Regions from separate parts of the Mus musculus genome. Here region 1 is linked to region 2. The links are chromatin contacts, called in public Hi-C maps. All regions are on one chromosome and are shown on one strand. The core of a region is the stretch at or near the end of the contact, and the rest is flanking DNA. Distances in the headings are between cores, read along the strand shown. Region 1 overlaps Sesn1 (sestrin 1). Region 2 holds the start of Zbtb24 (zinc finger and BTB domain containing 24).

Region 1 (2,700 bases), core at 112-2,611, 430 kb before region 2:
CAAGAAGAGAAATCAGGTAGAAAGAAAACTTACTGCCTCGATTTGACTCAGGTGGAGCTCAGAAGGGGAGGGAGGGTGTGGGTGTGGGAGTCTTTGTCTCAGAGCCTCTCTCCCTGTTACTCCACCTAGTATTTCTTCTCAGATCTCTGTGACCTCCAGATCATCAGGGCTATCTTACTTTGCCCACCTGACCTAGTAACTGTGCCTCACAGTACTTGTATTCCTCTCTGGTAAGAGAAAGGTCTTAGGGCCTAAGCTAGCTCACAGTACTCACCGTGAGTGACAGTGCATTATCTCTATCTCGTTTGTCTCTTAGAGATGCACATCATTAAGCTCTGAGGGCTTGAGCTGCTGCCTCCCAGGTGCCTTTGTGTGCGCCCACCAGCAGCGAGAGCATGTAGACTTTAAAGTGGCGTGTCAATTAAAGTATTGGCTCAGTGTGGGCTTGACAACCAGTTCAATATAGTTTTGTTAAAGATATGGAGACTTGGGGGCTGCATAAGTCCTCAGAGGCAGGGCAGCTCAGCTTGTTCCAGGGTTAGCTGTTTTTAGCCTCTCCCTCCTCCTTGGGAAGCTACAGATACTTCCAGGCCGCTTTGATTTCTTTCTTGCACTGGCAAGACAAGGTTGCCGAGCAGCATGTATAACTCACTTGTTAAGTCAGGCCGGCACATGCAAGTCAGACACTGGCTGTGTACAGACCATTGTCTGACAAGACGTGTGGAACATTGTGTAACCCAGCTTGGCTTTAACTATCCACAGGGCCAGTTAGGGTGAAGTGATAGGGAGGTGGCTCTATTGAGATGAAGTTAAATAGCATCATTCAGTCAGCAGACAGTCACTTCTCAGCATCATCAAATTAAAAGGGAATGGATCAGATTGGAACTATTAGGAGGTCCAGGAGAGGCGAGTGTGGGGATTGACTGTTGGTCTTCTACGACTCTAGACGTTACCAAAGGTTTTGAGGGGACATGCTGATACAAGTCAAAGGTAGCTCAAGACACTAAATACATGACATAAGCAAGTAGAAAAGATGTCTTAGACTATGAATATATAGATATTGTGTAATTTAAAAAATAGCTTTTGGAGCTATTACTTCATTTATACCTAAATTTAAAAACTCACTCCAAAAGAGATTAAAAATGAAATCTGTATTTTAGTCTGTGCACCAGACACAATTAGAACTTAAAAAAATGTTAAGATACTGTATGCTAACTTTACAAAATGATGGGTTAAAAAACAATTCTAAACTTCAGCAGATGGGGGAGGGGAGGGAAGGAGAGGGCAGGGCAGGCAAAGCCACAGGGTGCACTTCAAATGGGTCACCCTCAACTTTTTAACTTTCTCTAAGAACAAAACACATGCCTAGCAACACATCAGCCAATCACAAAGCAGACAAACACGAAGACTTCAACTGCTCCAGATACCAATGGGGTGCAACCTTCAATTTTTTTTCTTTTAAATTATATAGTGTCAGATGTCAGAGCAGAACACAACAACTTATAAAGCAGGATACACTGTCCCAGGTTAAAAGTAACTGATAAAAATCTCTTCATCAACTCTTGAAAAAATATATTAATATCATACCAATCATTTATTTCTTTCATCTTCATATGACACATAGAATATATATTAAATAGGATATATACTAAAATTGCCATTAATGCATTTAAATAAAAATATAGAATTTGTGGAAAACTTTCTTTGTACAGGTTGGAAATAAGAGTTGGAATCTTTATAAGAAATTCTTTTTAAATGACCTAACAATTTCCAACATTCATGGGAAACTTGAATACTGAAAGGCAGCAGAGCACCTCCAAGAGTATAACAATGGTTAGATCAGCCAGACACAAACATGGCCTTCAAACTGAAGGCGGCCCAGGTCCTGTTTTTCCTCCTTGGCAGGCCACAGCCGCCTTGGACACGTTTCCTGAGGATTCTGGAGACGTTTCCAGAGTGTTGCTGGTGTCACTGTCATGTACAGTTTTTTCAGGTCTCAGCACTCCCTTACTCTGAAGGCTAATTTACAATACAGGCAGGAACAAACAAAGGTTAGGTTTCTTTCACTTTGCTTTGTCTTGCTGAATTCAGAAAGCATTCTAAAGCAATTTCCAGTATTTCCTGTGAAAATTTCCAAGGGCTACGCTTAATTTTCTCTTTAATTTATTTTGTATGTATGTATGTATTTACATGCATGTGCATGATGTCTGTTGTGGGCACATGTGCCTTGGAGTGGGTGTGAAGATCAGAGGCTAATTTTGTTCTCTGCCTGCTACCTGTCCATGGAAGATGGATGGTAGTGTAGTGTGGGTGGGGGGAGGTAGAAGGAGGCTGAGGGGGTGGGGAGGTGAAAGGGGTGGGGAGGTAGAAGGGTGGTGATTATGATGGAGTCAAACCAGGCTGAGCCATTCACTGGCCTGAGTCCCTTTTGGCACTCACTGTAAATCCTTTGCTGGGCCATGGCTGGTTGGAGAGCACATGCCTGGCATGTTTGAAACCCTAAGCCCCTACCTACTCCAACACCCACCCTGACAATTGCTAGTTTTGGTTCCCTAAATCGCAATATTGTAAGTAGACTGGCTTGACTTGCTGTGATCATCCATTATTTTCTAAATTTGTCAGACTTGTTAAAACACAGGTTTGCTAATAATAGTGCAGACTGCAGTAAAAAAAAAAAAAAAAAACAAACCAAACCAGAAT
Region 2 (2,700 bases), core at 48-2,547:
CCAGTTCTGATCTCCCTTCCTGCAAACCATTGGCTTTTCTTGGTCTTCCCCGTTTCCGTTTCAGAGGATCGTTCTTCTTATTGGAAATAACCACCACTGGCGTCCCAGTGCAGTTCAAAGCTGGTGGCTTTGGGGCGCTATGGTTATCCTGGAAGTCTGCGTATGCCTTTACCAGGTCATAGACTTTTAAGAACTGAGCAGTAGCCAGGATCTGCTCTGTCGTTTTCTCACTGGCATGTAGATAACCTGTATAGATAAATTCCAGCAGGATGCCAAAGGTGTCTGCAACCATGCCTTCCAGCATGTAGATAGACTGGCCAATCTCGCCCTCTTCCGCAAACATCATTGAGAAATACTCGCTACTGGCGGCCAGCAAGGCTTTATGGGCTCGGAAATGCACATTCTCCACGATTAAAGTAATATCACAAAGAAAGCCCTTCTTCCTTTGATCCTCCAGACTGGCCAGCACAGTGTCACTGTGAGTGTCTGAGTGTACCATAAGCTGCCCACAAGGCTCCGGGGTTGTGTCTGCCATTTTCTCCAGAAGACTCTGAAGAGGCTTAAATCTGAAATAAAAAATCAATGTTTATTTAGGAAGAAGTATTGCCTAACTAGACTGTTCGTGTTCCAGCTGTCACAACCCAGTTTTTTTTTTTTTTTTTTTTTTTTTTTTACATTATCACCTTCTACACTCTACTTGGAAAGCCAAGCCTTGGGTTCCTCCCCTTGTTGCGGCTACCCTGCTGGATGCCTCTCCAGTACCCACATAACCTCTTACGGTGGGGAATTTCCTCTGGAAATTAGAGAACGGGTTCAAAAGTCTGTACGGCCCTCCGGTCCGTTAACTTTGTAATTAAACTTTCAAAGTGTGGCGGCACAAAGTTGGAGTTGGGGGTGTGCTGCCTCGATGCTACACACGGAATAGCTGTTTCGACTATAGGAACATATATGAGAAATATGGGAACGAACCCACGCAAGGGAGATCTACGGTGAAATAACGCGCGGATTCAGAGGCCCCGCTCTGAGCAGCGGCGCCCGGAGCTCCGTCCCAGGCCTGGGGCCTGAGTCCCGCGGACGTTCCGCGGCCCAAGGCCCCGGGCCGAACCAACCGGCCGCGGACCTACCTGTCAGGGCCGCCCCGCAGGGACTTGCTACGGTCAGCCCACCCGGCTGCCCAGAGGGCACTAACCGGGCCTGTCGCCGGTCCCCGCCCCCGCCACCACTACGCTGTAGCTCCGGACTCCCGGCGTCTGTCAACCCGGAAGCGCGCACAAGGGCCGTAGCATCACGTGACCCCGGAGCCCCGCCCCGAGGGCGGGCTTTGCTGTGGAATCCGGAAAGGGAGGGTCTGGTGCGGAAACCTGCCAATCTGCGGAAATTTACCTCCAGTTACCCCGCTGAGTTTCCTTTAGACCTCAGTAGACACCACATCCGCTGATTAGATGCTGAGCATAAAGACGGCGGTGGCTTCAATCAGCAGATATTTACCTCCTGAATGAATCCTCTTCCTCGCTTTCCTTCCCAAGTTACTCATCCTCAGCTCTGTGTTTATCCATAAAATGGAGGTGTTAACCTACCTGGTACGGTTAGAATGAGCTTAGTAAGTGCTTGGCTTGGCTAAAAAGACCGAAACGACCGCTGTTTTTATTTAGATTTATGGCACTTCTGAGAGACTATTGAGGGTTTCAGTTGTCTCAGGACAGTGTCGCTCCCTCTGAGACCTATGGGTATGGGAGAGTTCTCTAAATAAAAACCTGGGTAGGATCTGCTGTGGCTCTGTGTTCCGGACCAATGCTCCTAAGTCCCGCTCAGATTCGTTCCGGACCTACTCCAACTGTGCCAGCAGCTTCCGCTCAGCGTTTATGCATCGCGTGTACCTAATTATCTCTACTTTGTCCACTTCCAGATTATAAATTTGCCATCTATATTGCCCACAATTTGGAAACTAAAGATGGAATTACCAGCCGGACTCTTTCTTTCTTACTAGTTTTTATTAAAAGTGTAAGACCCCCAAAGCTGGGCCTCCGCTCAAGTCCCGGGATGAGCTGGCCAGCACCCCAGTGTCCCGAGAGAAAACCACACCTGATGCAAACTGCAAGAGGTTTTATTATCAGCTAGCTGAGGACGAAGTGTCTCCCTAAGTGTCTCCGCATTAGAGATCAGGGAAAACAAGCTTGGGGAACGTCTAGGGGCTTTACCTTCCAGGGAGAAACGCTCTAAGTTGGGGTCTCACAAAAGCAGCTCATACCACACAGGTATGAGCTCTGTGGTTTCCCCCTTATCTTTACAGAGTTATCTAGTGCACTCTATCCAGAGCTCCCTCGAAATCGGTCAGATATGTGGGCGTCCGAGTGGGATGCCAGGAGAGCTTTGCTTGACTTCTGCACTCCAGAAGGAACAAGGGTGGTTGTGGGATTGGGGATTTTGTTCAGTGATAGAGCACTGGGTTCTGGATTCTGCCCTCAGCACCGAGAGGAAAATAATAATAATAATGATAATGATAATAATGATAAAAAGACAGAAAGAACAAGGGTCAGTCTTTCAACTTTGCTTTCACATAGGTTTTTGTTTGGTTTTCTGCTGAAAGAATTGCAGTAAAAACAATGCAATAAAAACTCCACAGAGCCAAAACTAGATCAAATTTATCGAATAAGCTGCTATTTAAAGGAGAAACTGGTTATCGGTAAGAGTGTCACTCGG

The links. Hi-C and Micro-C count contacts between places; a contact is called where the count stands out from the background.
Region 1: a contact with region 2 is called in a Hi-C map of CD4 T cells, with 2.8 times the contacts expected there. The contact joins the enhancer-like site here to the promoter of Zbtb24 in region 2. A contact is called at or near these places in 1 of 484 Hi-C or Micro-C datasets (CD4 T cells), 2 of 115 datasets of contacts at active chromatin or transcription factors (effector CD8 T cells and memory CD8 T cells) and 2 of 9 other capture datasets (adipose tissue and liver).

The regions. Positions count from the first base shown.
Region 1 is chr10:41,879,617-41,882,316 of GRCm38.p6, reverse strand. The region is part of intron 1 of Sesn1 (sestrin 1); the gene reads right to left. Among named protein-coding and RNA genes, the nearest start is that of Sesn1, 70 kb to the right of the region's middle. Within about 2 kb of position 1,361, at least 47 of the 459 cell types and tissues checked have an H3K27ac peak or open chromatin away from gene starts, as enhancers often do. A contact at or near this core is called in adipose tissue and effector CD8 T cells, where this site is marked.
Region 2 is chr10:41,448,955-41,451,654 of GRCm38.p6, reverse strand. It overlaps Zbtb24 (zinc finger and BTB domain containing 24), which reads right to left and starts at 1,297. Exons shown (of 7, transcript NM_153398.3): 1 at 1,125-1,297; 2 at 1-566. The coding sequence starts at 535.